Regions from separate parts of the Mus musculus genome. Here region 1 is linked to region 2. The links are chromatin contacts, called in public Hi-C maps. All regions are on one chromosome and are shown on one strand. The core of a region is the stretch at or near the end of the contact, and the rest is flanking DNA. Distances in the headings are between cores, read along the strand shown.

Region 1 (6,239 bases), core at 1,719-4,218, 85 kb before region 2:
GCAAGCGCATGCCTGCTGTGGCTCCCAGGTAGACAGGAGTCTGGTGATGCTTGGATGTTGGTATCAGTTCGGTGGACAGTTCCATGCATTCGGCCAGGTACGCACCGATTTCATCTGTTTTCTGAGCATATTTTGAGATTCCAGGACCTGAGGGAAGATACAGTCGGTGAAAACCTTTAAAAGAAAAAGTGTGGAGCGTCTACCTTGACCATATTTTTTAAAAGTGTTTGCTAGGAAAATGGGAGGAAACGCTTCTTGGCATGGCGTACATTGGGTTATATTTCTTAGCGGGGAGAGCGGCTGCAGTCAGAAGCACCTAGTGGATGGGCGTGGCACCCTTTTGGGTGTGTCTGTGAGGCTGTTTGCAGAGAGGTTTACCTGGGGAGTTAGGATGTGGACTGCAAAGCTCCTGTTGCCATGGTTTCCCCACCATGATGGACATGTCTCCCTTAGAAGCAAGGGCCAATATAAGCCCTATTTCCCTTAAGTTTCTCTCTCAAGTATTTCATTAAAGTCTTGGAAAAAAAGTAGCTAACACATGTATATGTAGTATTGTATTTTTTAAATCTTGTAATTTTAAAATTTTGCTGGTAAAACCTGGTGTTCATTGATTTGGCCACAAGGTGGTGCCATTTCACATCCTCTGGCACTAATGCAGCTCTTACAGTGGGTTCTCTGTTGGCCTCTTTTGAATGATCCTTTCCACAGAGCTGTAATTAACAACATTAGTTCCTAGAGGGCCTAGGTAAAGATGGCATTTAGTGGAAAGTACCCAACACGCTGGCTTTTCCTGAAAAGACAGAGTGTGTCATTAACTAGTTATGTCATAGAGTATGCCCTAACATTTATGGGGTTTCTTCCTTTGTTAGAATAAACAGAAACAGAGTCTGCAGACCCTGAGTCTTTTCTGCTCTGGTACCCCTGCCTCCCTACTAAGACTGTTATTTCAATTTTAGAGCAAACTAACGGTTGTTATGGAGAGGACTGGAGCCAAGACTCCTACCCTGAGGTGAATTCGACTGCTTCCTACCAAGAGTTTGCTTTCAAGGTGATTATTCAAACGGGCTTTTTAAACGCCTGTTTGTGTAACATAATGAGAAGCCCCAAGCTCTGTTAGTGGCTTGCTTCTGATTCAGGAAATCTGACCTCAGCGTTCTGCTAACTCTGTATGTGTGGGTTCAAACACATGCATTCATGAGATGATCCTCAGAAGAAAGAACCTTCATGAGCACCGCCTCGGTCGTAGCAAGGCCTCAGTACTGGCACACCAGGGTCCAGGGAGAGTGGCTTTCTCTTTCTAACCCTGCCCAGTTCCTTGGCAAATTACAAAGGTCAGTGGAAGCTATTCGCCATCAGATTAAAAGTCACGTCTCTCCTGAGATCTAGACGACCTGTTTGAAAAAAAAAGCCAGTGTGTTCTTGGCTCAAAAGGCCAGCAGAGACAAAGCTCACAGGGGCGCGTGGCGGAGAGCAAGTCAGGGTAGCTGAGCTATCAGCCATCCTCCAGGTGTGATGTTAAAAGTGACTTTGGCTGGGACGGGGTATGGGGGAGATTATCAGCAGTGCTTCTGTGGGAGCCTGTAGTGTGGCTAGGGGCCTGGACCACCATCTGGACTCTCGAAACTTACAGGGTCCTCCAGGCTTCAGCTTCCTTCCCTGGAAAATGAGATTTAAATGACACCCCCCCGCCCCCCCCCCGCCCCCCTCCCCACCCTAAAAGTCTGTGATCTACTCTTCTCTGCCTCTGAAGAGAACAAAAGCTTTTGAGGTTTTCCTCCAGGTTGCAGTCTGAGCCGAAAATAGAAAATAAGAAGAGAGGTCGAGCATCCCACCAGAAGCACCAGGGAACTTGGTAGAAATGTAAAGCCCCAGGCTCCCACCCAGACCTGTTGACTTGGGATCTCTGGCTGTAGGCGGCCCTATGTCTGTGTGCTAAGAGCTCCCACCAACCCCCACCCCAGGTAGTGCTAGGCCATTTCAAGTCTGAGAACCACGGCTGAGATGTGGATATGTCAGCCAGATCCATCAGTCCCCAACTTAAGTAACTTTAAACACGTGGCATGAGCTGTCTTATCTCGCAGCCCTTGTTTTTAGGACAGAGCTGCTGCTGCTCACCTACCAGATCATGAGAGTGAAAAATGTGTGCTGAGTTCATGATACATTGCTGTAAGCATGATACAAGTATACACAGACATGCCCTATTGACGAGGGCTACTATTGCTCAGTTCATGTGTGTGTGTGTGTGTGTGTGTGTGTGTGTGTTTTGCTGAGAACCTAACCTAGAACATCATGAATATTAAGCCTGTACAATACCATTGAGTGACACCTTCAGCTATTTTTAAATTTGCCTATTTTTCAAGAATTGATCTCAACATTATTGTTACTACTGGCAGTAGTAATAAGGACTGACCACAGGGCCTCATGCATGTGAGGCATATGCTACAACCGCTGAGCTACATCTGTGTCTTGTTTAAAGCGGAGTCTTACTAGGTGGTCCAGGCTGGCCTGAACATTGATGATCCACCTGCTTTCCAGCCTGTGCTACTAGGCCTGGCTCAGTGTCATTTTACAGTGATAATAAAATACCAACGGCAGATCCTCACGCCTCTCACATTCCTGTGGCCCGCTCTTCCCGTTCCGTGCCCCGCCCCCGTCTTACCTTTCACTTGGCATTCCTCTAACTGCTGCACCACCCCTGTGTCATTCTCCTTCTCGGCCGGCCACTTGTAGATGTACAGGTTGGTGTGAGATGACCCCGCATCCAACACAATCCCATACTGAGGGCAAATCAAATGTAAAACACTTATTAGCACGACACCACACTTCTCCATATTTAGCTTGCAAAGGAAGTAGACAGAGGTGGGAATTTTCAAACCATAAAGAGAAAATTCTCTCTCTAAGCTAAGTGGAACATTTGGTGCTGAGAACTAGAGCGACCACCCCCAGTGCCAAGGGTTATCAGTGCATCACTCTAGATAAGGCTGCACCTTAGAAACATCCGGGCCTTACCCGGGGCGGGCCTGAGCCGTGGGGCTATTTAGGAAATGCTCAGTTATTCTAGTGTGAAGCTGGGATCAATCCCACAGGCTGAAGCAGTGGAGACTATGAAAGAAACAGAAAACCATGGCTTCTCACACTTGTCCACACCCTGGTATCAGCTGAGAGCTACAGAGGCTGAGCCCCACCCCCACTCCACCCCCACCCCACCCCCACCCCGTCCCACCTCAGACGCTGGTTTAGAGTGGTCTGCTCACCAGCAGCATCATGAGATCCTGTAGGATCCTAATGCGCAGACAAGCCTGGCAACCACTGGGCTAGCCCACAGAGGCTGCAGAGATGTGATAAATGTATGCAACTGATTTGGGTTCAGTGACTGTGGAATTCTATTTTAAAGAGAGAAAGGCTTGCTTTTTTTAATTCAGGAAACTGTAAAGCTGTATTTGGCATATTTTAAGACAGATGCACTTGGTGTCTGCAGCTCTTTAAAGGGAGGAGGGGGCTGCAGGAGTTGAGGAAATCGGGGATCCGGGAACACAGGGGGGCAGCTTAAGCAGCAAAGGCCTCTGAGCCCCGGCACACATGTGAGAAGCTGGGCGTGGTGCTGTGCCTGCAATCCCGACAGTGCGAGGCCTCGGGTGCGGCTGAGGCTCACTGGTCAGCTAGCCTGTCCTGATCAGCAGGGCCCAGGCCCCAGGGAGGGCTCCATTTCAAAGAATAAGGTGGATGGTGCCTGTGGAGGAATGTCACCTGAGGTTGCCTTCTGATCTCCACATGCATGTGCACAAATGTGCAGGCATGTCCATATATACATGTGTACCTGAAGCACAGAAGATGAGAAGAAAAAGCAGCATAAATATGAACTAGGTGGTTAGAGGGAAAAAGGGCGGGACCAAAGGCACCACATTGGGTATCGTGAGTGAGTTGATGATGCACCAAGCGGGGATGGATCGTGTGAAGTGTTTTAGACGTGAATTACTTTATTTGAACTCAGAACAATGCCAAGAAGCAGAGGCTATTTTTAATCCTTTTTATATAGATGAGAAATACCAGAAGGTAGTTAATAAATCTAGTCTGATTTAGCCTCAGAATCAAGACCTTGTCTGTGGAACATGGAACAAGGGCTGAGCACAAAGCCAGGCATCGTGGAGATCCCTTCTAAAGACATCTGTAAGGACGACTCTGGCACTGTGTACAGACATGAGGATGCAAGGACGACTCTGGCACAGTGTACAGACGTGAGGACAAGCCCCAGTGTACTTCTGCACAGTGCACACCCACCCGACACTAGACAAATCAAATACAGAACACTTGTGGGCCCAGGAGGCTTCTTGGTGCTCCTTTAGTCATTTTCCCCAAGAAGCAATCTCTGCTTTGACATTTGTCACCAAAGATGACGTTTGTCTGTTTTGAGCTGTAGCAAAGGGACATCGTATAGCATAGCCACTAGGTGTAATGTCACTGTGTTTTCATTCATTCTAATGTTGACAGACATTTGGACTATTTATAATCGAGACTATTACAGATATAGCTGCTTTAAACATTCATGAGATTTCGCTTTTATGGAATAAAAACTTTATTTTTTTTCTTTTTCTTTTTTTCTTTTAAAGCTATTTCTCCCATGGAGTAGACTGTCAAATGCCTATATTGGTCAATTAATATTCACAAAATTGGGGATAAATCTGATATTGATTAGTGATGCCTTCCACGGGCTCTATCAGGATAACATGACAGCACATGTGGTTTGATTAGTGATGCCTTCCATGGGCTCTATCAGGATAATATGACAGCACATGTGGTTTGATTTTACATAAGTGTAAGCGGTGTCCTGTGAGTACGGATGTTCACATGCATGTGGTCACATGTAAGTAAGTGCACGTGGAGGCCTGGGGCTGACACCAGGAGTCTCCCTCAAGTACCTTGTTCACTGAGGCAGGGTTGCCAACACAGTTAGTCTGGGTCTGTCTAGTCAGTTTGCTACTGGGGTCTCCTATCTCCACCTTCTGAATGGTGGGCTTACAGACATGCTGCTGTGGCCTCCAGCAGGTATGTGCTCTGGGAATCAGAACTCTGGTCCTCACACTCACCTAGCAAGTGCTGTATCAGAGCCACCTCTCCAGCCCTTGAACATTCGTTCTCTAATCATCTCTAGTGAGAAAGCGAGACAAAGCAAAGTAGAGCAGCGGTGCCCTTGGGCCTGTGCAGTTCAAAATGGGGCCTTCCACTTGAAAAAAAAAGACTATATTTGTAATATGTATTTATATTATATAAGTTCACATTGTCTCATCTATTAATACCTAAGAGCTTACAGGTAGAAAAGACAAGAGTGAGAATTTAAGAGACCTCCCTGGCCACTAGGTATAGCCAAAGGCAGAGCCTCTTAGGTACCTAAAGTCATTCCGTTTCACTAGGAGGCAGCCCTGTACAGACCTCCTGAGGATCCTTGATGTTCCAATAACTCCTCAGTGTTCTCTGTGTCCTTATGCACAGTGCAGGTATTGGAGGGGGATCTCTTTAGTAATTAGTTTCATGTGCTCAAAAAGAAAAGGATATATATATATATACATGCAGAGTACACACATATATATTATATATCATGATATATATGCATATATATGGATATATATATATGCTGAGTACACACATATATATTATATATCATGATATATATGCATATATGTGTGTGTATGTATATATACATATATATATATACATACACATATACATATATATGCTGAGTACAATCAAGAAGCAAAGAGGGCAGCCTCTCTGAATCATGGGAATCCAGGAACTGCCTTAGGTGATCACAGTGGTTGGGGAGGGATTGCTGGTTGGGGTCCAGGGCCTTGAGACCCCAGGGAAACCTCCCAGGGTGTGAGTAAAGGCTCTTGTGTTACACAGTGAAATTTTCCACTGTCCCCTAGCAGAGCCCCTGAGTTCTTTCTACCAGAAAATGTTGCAGCCACAATGGCTCATGATAGAAGCTAGAGAGACTGCAGCAAGCAGCCTTTATCTGGAATCAGGACGGCCCGTTCTTTCTATTTTTGTTAACATGGAGGACTCCTCTCCAGGAGAGCCAACAGGCTGCCCTTGCTTCTGTTGGCCTGCTTCTCTAGGGCCCTACACAGCGAGGCAGTGGAGAGATGAAAACATTATCACATTTGTTTGGAAGTATTTGAGATGGTGGTACGGGACATTCCAGCCCGTGCACCGTGCTGGAGGGCTAACCTGTGAACCATGCC
Region 2 (6,824 bases), core at 469-2,968:
AAATAACTTTGAAAAAAACCCTCCAGGTGAGCCAGGTGTGGATAATCTTACCATGTGGGAACTAAAGGCAGGAGGGTCCGCATCAGCTACCTAGTGAGTTCCAGACCAGCCTAGACCACATGAGACCCTGGCTGAAAACCAAACCAAACAAAAAAACAAAAGCAAAATGTCACCGGTTTAGGGAGAGTAAGGCAGGGACACTGAGTTTGAACTTGCTTGTTACTAGTAATGGGCTACATAGAAAAAGCCTTTAAAATGTCTCCAGTTAGGGGGAGCTAAGTCATTTTCCAGAGATAACGTTCAGCATCCACAGTATGTTTTCTGTAGACTGCCAGTAGGAACACAACCTTAAGTGCTACAATTACAATATACGTTTTTTTTAAAAAAAAAAAAAAAAAAGATTGAGAATTCAAGCAATAAGAAATAAATTCAGCCCTAAACCTTACAAGACTATTAGTCTTACATTCTCAAACTAGATTGGTCCAAATGACAAACTAACATAAAGATTTGGGGGGTGGGGTGGAAATTGAAGGAACTTAAATTTGCACGGAATGTCTAGGTGACTATTCTGGTGTTCGTATAACTGCCATTTTAAATGTGAAAGTTTCAGCTTGGCACTAGCTTTATCATCGGCCTGCTAGGGATAACCACATAAGTATTAGCATCAGTTTTAGAACCTCTACCAAAAATCTACCTGTGGTGGTTTGAATATGGTTTGCTCAGGGAGTGGCACTATTTGGAGGTGTTGCCTTGTTGGAGGAAGTTTGTCACTGTGGGGGTGGGCTTTGAGACCCTCCTCCTAAGTTGTCTTCTGTTGGCCTTCAGATGAAGATGTAAAACTCTCACCTCCTCCTGCACCATGCCTGCCTGGACACTGCCATGCTCTTTTGATGATAATGAACTGAACCTCTGAACCTGTAAGCCAGCCTCAATTAAATGTTGTCCTTATAAGGGTTGCCTTGGGGCTGGCGAGATGGCTCAGCGGTTAAGAGCGCTGACTGCTCTTCCGAAGGTTCAAATCCCAGCAACCACATGGTGGCTCACAACCATCCGTAATGAAATCTGATGCCCTCTTCTGGAGTATCTGAGGACAGCTACAGTGTACTTACATATAATAGATAAATAAATCTTTAAAAGAAAAAAAAAAAAGAGTTGCCTTGGTCATGGTGTCTGTTCACAGCAGTAAAACCCTAAGACAGAAGTTGTTATCAGGGATTGAGGCATTGCTGTGATAGGCCTCAATTATTATGCTTTTGTTTGGAGGAATGTGGATTTGGGGACCTTGTCTTTGGGAAGCCCTGAAATGAAGTGAGGCTTATTGGACCATCCTAGTAGGAATGTAGAAGACATTGGTGCCGAGGATGATTTGAACTGCACAGAACTGGAGATTTTAGTGAAGAATGTTAGTATGTGGCCTAGAGACTGTTTTTGTGATGCTTTGGTGAGGAATATAGCCACTTTGCGCCATTGTCCAAAGAGTCTGCCTGAGGCTAAAGAGAAGAGATTTAGTTTAGTTGCTTTGACAAAGGAAGTCTCAAAGCAGCCTGGTACGAATTCTGTTGTGTGGTTACTACAGCCCACTCGTATGAAGAGCATTTTGATGAAAAGGAGCACGCTTTGAAAGGTAAAGTACAAAATGTATAGTTCAGAGAATAAAAGGGCACCAGGAAGAAGAATGGCGCTGAACCCTATGTTCAAGGAGACAAACAGATTAAGGGAGTGGTGACCTGGAGGCAAGATCCCACCCTGCTGAGGTTATTGTTTATGCTTTTGCAGCCAAACAAGGGACTTGGTAGTTGTTTTCATTTGGACTTTTAATCTGAAATGAACCACAGTCCAGAAACAGAGAGCACAACTGTGATCCAGATTGTGAGGCTGGAAGACACAGGCTTTGGATCTGGATCTTGAGGAATAGTGCCCATGAAAAGCTTAGGCCCAGACATGGTGATATACATCTTTGATCCCAGGAGACAGAGACAAGCTGATCCCTGAGTTCAAGGCCAGCCTAGAACAGAGCCAGTTCCAAGTAGAGAAAAGCATCGGTCCAGACATGGTGATATAAGCCTGTAATCCCAGCATTCAGGAGACAGAGCCATGCAGATCTCTGAGTTCAAAGTCAAGCTACAAAGCAAGTTCCAGGATAGCCAAGCTTTGGGAGCGAAGGAGTAGAAAAACAGAAAGCTGGTAATAGAATAAGCGGGACCATGTTCCAGCTCCTGCAACCAGCAGAACTCGGCAGCTTCGGCCATGTGGCTCTGGCTTTAGAATCAAGAGTAGGAGACTACTGGGACAATTAATGATGTTGGTTAGCTGGAGCTAAGAAATTAGTGGTGATTAAGAGACCAGCATCACTGAGGTGAAATCTTCTGGGAAGGGTTTTCTGAGAGTAGAAAGAAGCTGTGTCCCAGAGATAGCCAAGGTTGTACCTCGTGCTACAGCTGGACTTGTGATGAGTAAGAATCACATGGTACAGGTTTTAAAGGCATGAAGGGGTCATGGAGAGCAGCTGAGGCTTGGCACTGTGAGAGGCCAGGGAAGACCACTGGTAAAAGTGCAGCCTCAGTTGCAGTTGATGGCCCAGGACTGAAGGGGTCATGCAAAGGAGCTGAGGCTTGGCACCATAAAGGGAGCCTATGAGAGGCTATTGGTGAAGCCTAGTTGCAGTGAGAAACCTCAGCATGTTAGAAATGCCAGTACCATGGGATGATCTCCAGGACGAGCAGCAGCAATGAGGTGGAGTCAACCAGACCCTGGAGTGCTACAGAGGGCAGGGCTGGAAATGTGACTCGAGACCTTTGGAAGGGCCAGACGATCATGTGTGGATCCCAGACATGGGAACAAGAGATATAAAGCTGAAGTTGCCTTGGATACCCTAAGATGTTAGAGATGCCAGAACTGTGGTATACGTGCTGAGAAAAGATGCTAACAGGGAGGAGAACCAGCCCAAGAGAAAGAAGTATGTTGCAGTCAACAAAGCATAAAGGAGTTGGAGATCTGAAGAACACTTTGACGCCAGACATGGAGTTTGGAGTTTCCCCAGCTGGTTTTTGGTCTTACTTTTCCTCACTGTGTCATTTTGGAATGGCAATATATATCCTGTGACTTTGCAGGTCTAGATCTGCTTTTTTGACTGATTTTATAGGGGATTAGAGTAAAGAGATTAGATGAGACTTTGAACTTTGGACTTTTAAACATTGTTGAGACTATGATAGACTATGGGGACTTTTGAAGTTGGACTAAATGTATTTTGGATTATGCTATGTTTAGGTATGGCCCCCATAGACTCATGTGTTTAAATAAGCCTATGGGGGCCAGGAAATGGAATGTGGTGGTTTGAATATGCTTGGCCCAGAGAGTGTCATTATTAGGAAGTGTGGCCTTGTTGGAGTAGATGTGGCCTTATTGGAGAATGTGTGTCACTGTGGGGGTAGGCTTTAAGACTCTCCTCCTATCTGTCTGAGGAGACAGTCTTCTCCTGTCTTGTTTTGGAACAAGATGTAGAACTGTCAGCTCCTCCGGTACCATGCCTGCCTAGATGCTGCCATGCTCCCACCATGATGATAATGGACTGAACCTCTGAACCTGTAAGCCAGCCCCAAATAAATATTTTCCCCTATAAGAGTTGCCTTCATCATAGTGTCTCTTCACAGCATTGAAACCCTAAGTAAGATACTACCATTTGCCTGTTTACATCTTACATTTTAAAAAGACTTTATTTTTAATTATGTATATATTTTGTGCATCTGTGCACATGTGCATGCAAATGCCCATGGTGTCCAGAAGAGGGCATTAGATCCCCTGGAGCTGGAATTATCGGTGCTCTTGAACTGCTGGTAGTGGGAGGTGGTACTCAAACTTTGATCTTCTGCAAGGTATTTTGTTTGCTTGTTTGTTTGTTTGTTTGTTTGTTGAGATAGAGTCTCACCTAGTACTTGCTATATAGACCAGGCTGGCCTTGAACTAACAGAGATCTACGTGCTTCTGCTAGGATTAAAATTGTGTGCCACCATGGCCAACTATATCTAACACTTTTTAAACTGTACAGGAATGCCTTTACTTTACCTTTGGTTGTAATTTTCCATGAGAGAAGTTATGTCAACGGATATTGAGAGCAGACGGCAGGGAGTTAGACATGAGGTAACCGAGGAGAATTCAGCTGCACCTCCTGATGAGCAGATGCCCCTGTGGTTAATCATCCTTGAAGCTGCAGGTGGATTCTTCCCACTAAGCCAGCAAAGGCCCTGGCAAACCGCCCCAATGTCCATGCATGAACAGTAATAAAGGTTTGAACCCTCTAAGCACCAGGCTTCATTACAATACTATTTGCGCTGTGGTTTTGAGCCTCTTTTGTGAACATTTCACAAGGATCAAGGGGGAAACACCTGAAAAGGAGATTCAATCCACTATGATTTGAGGGCAAAAAAAAAAAAAAAAGGTCATCTTACTTCCATGAATATGCCACCCACCTCAAGAATATTTATAAAATCTTAAAAATACATCAAGCAGAACTGAATGAGTTACCTTCCTAGGTCACCCCCATCCCTTGTATGTGTGTGTGTGTGTCCCTGGAGTGGTCTCCTTCCCCTTGCCTTGCCAAATAAACTAGCCGTGTCTCTTCTTTCCTCCAGAAGAAAAGAACAGAAGGGAAACCTTCACCTAGTAGTAATAACACTTGTGGAGTGAAATAAGAGAAGGCGTGTACTTGAAGGAATTGTAAATATTTATAATAGTGCAGATTATAAGCATTGCCTTTGCCAATAAACAGGAGATAGGAGTTAGCATAATCACACTCTCCGACTAAGCTCTGACACTAGCAATGCACTGCAAGTTGATGGATGAGTGAGGATCCTTTCCATGAATAAAGTGAGTAATGATTCAAATACTCTATGGTTTTTAAAAAACTGAACACATATAAATTATCTGCAAGGCATTCTTACCCAGCTTCCAAGCACAAGTAAGGACCTGGGAGTCATTTCCTGACCAGCCTCTCTCTCAGTCACCAAGAAGATGTTTTTCTGAGTACAAATAAGATTGAAACGCTCTGCTCTATTGATCATCCAGGTTTGTTAAGACAGACCTGCTCTTGATTAAACAAATATCTCCTTGTCTTCAAATAAACATAAAAACTCCACATATCCAAACCATGGACAATTCTGAAGGTCAGGAAATGCTATGAATAGCACATGTGAGCCCATTTCCAAATGTTAGGGCTCCATGTCTTAGCAAATAAATCTCAGAAATTGCCTAGAGTGCTCAGATGTATCACCACATAGTACTAACGGGATCTTTATCGATTTCTGAACCTGTGCTGGAGTGTAACTTACTGCAGAAACACTGCTAATAAACTTCACAGTTTGGGGGGGGCTTGGAAAAGCACAGCGTTTCAGTGCACACACTCCTGAAGAGCTGAGTTTGGCTCTTGACACCAAAGCTCACAGCTGCCTGGAATTCCAGTTTTAGGGGACCCAACACCCACTCATGCCTCTGCGGGCAGCGACATTCCTTTGGACAAACCCACACATATACAAACAGATATACACAAAATTCAGTGAAAATAAAATCGAGAGAGAGAAAGAGGAAGAAGAAGAGGAGGAGGAGGAGGGAGGGGAGGAGGAGGTAGAGGAAGAGGAGCTCTACGTTCTGGAAAGCACCTAGATCATAAGTTGTAGACTGGAACTACAAGTGAGCTGTTGCCTGGACAGACCTGTGTCTACAGAGAATGATGCCAATTTTAGCCTGGGAGAGGGAAAACTGCTCAAGACCTGGACCTTAGGGATGCTTATAAATTAGATACCCACAGTGAGGAATCTATTGAAAACCACCCATATCTAAAGGATACTTCCATAAGACAACACCTCCAGTTGTGAATATCGAGACCCAACAACTGAATGAATACTAAGTAAGGTCAGTCTCAAGAAAACCACACCAAGATATGGCAAGAGCCATGCTTTTAAAATTTAAAGACAAGTTGGGTATGGTGGCACACATCTATAATCTGCCACTCAGGTAGCAGAGGCAGGCAGATCTCTGTTCAAGGCCAGCCTGATCTCCATAGTGAGTTCCAGGACAACCGGGGCTATGTAGAGAGACCTCATCTCAAAAAAAAAAAAAAAAGACAAACAACAACAACAAAAAAAACAAAAGGAAGAAAAAAACAAGACAAAGATCATGTGGAACTGCAAAGCAAAGCAAAGCAGTATTACAGCAATTTGTTCTCAGAGCAGAAGTCGACTATTCAAAGACAAAAACTCAAAACACGGAAGGAACCCTGTGAGAAACGAGGGGGAAGGAAGACATCACCCGACTGAGGAATGGCAGACTCTGTCATCAGCGCCTGATCTGAAAGCAGAGCTATGGGATCTTGCTAAACAGAAAAGGAACTTGAGGGTTTAGGAAGAAGCTTCCAGATAAAGGGACCAGAGCCAAAAAGTCAAGGGAGAACGGGGGCTTTTACGTTTCCTCTTGAGCTTCTTAAATTCTGTTTGAAGAATGAAGAGAAAAAAACAACAACACTTTTTTTTTTTTGTCATGCCCTAAATGTATGTAAAGGACATATTTAAAGGAAATTACAGAGAGAACAAAGGTTCCAACTATCAGATATATTTCTGGACCCTAAAAATCAGACAAAAGAAGGTACATTGGAGGGTATTTGTTTCTGAATATCTGCCAAAACTTTAGGTAAAGACAATGGGAATTGTGACCTGTTTTCCTGGATATTTTTTATTTCCTCTCCCACCTCCAACACACAATCTTGGCAAAAAAGAAGTTCTGCCAGCCCAGGGCTGGCTATGGAAACCAGCAGCTTTCCGCCCAGAGAAGGCTGA

Evidence for each region. Hi-C and Micro-C count contacts between places; a contact is called where the count stands out from the background.
Region 1: a Hi-C map of morula shows a contact between it and region 2, with 2.7 times the contacts expected there. The contact joins two enhancer-like sites. A contact is called at or near these places in 2 of 15 datasets of contacts at CTCF or cohesin (CD8 T cells and large pre-B cells), 18 of 484 Hi-C or Micro-C datasets (8-cell embryo, CD4 T cells, the G1E-ER4 cell line and 8 more), 12 of 115 datasets of contacts at active chromatin or transcription factors (CD4 T cells, CD8 T cells, the HPC-7 cell line and 5 more) and 4 of 9 other capture datasets (adipose tissue, embryonic stem cells, liver and 1 more).

What each region holds. Positions count from the first base shown.
Region 1 is chr19:40,716,995-40,723,233 of GRCm38.p6, reverse strand. Entpd1 (ectonucleoside triphosphate diphosphohydrolase 1) reads right to left here. Exons shown (of 10, transcript NM_009848.4): 3 at 2,660-2,777; 4 at 1-147. Among named protein-coding and RNA genes, the nearest start is that of Gm41846, 12 kb to the left of the region's middle. Within about 2 kb of position 2,968, at least 17 of the 459 cell types and tissues checked have an H3K27ac peak or open chromatin away from gene starts, as enhancers often do. A contact at or near this core is called in 8-cell embryo and morula, where this site is marked.
Region 2 is chr19:40,630,290-40,637,113 of GRCm38.p6, reverse strand. It overlaps a transcript of Entpd1 not described here. Among named protein-coding and RNA genes, the nearest start is that of Tctn3, 21 kb to the right of the region's middle. Within about 2 kb of position 1,718, at least 3 of the 459 cell types and tissues checked have an H3K27ac peak or open chromatin away from gene starts, as enhancers often do. A contact at or near this core is called in 8-cell embryo and morula, where this site is marked.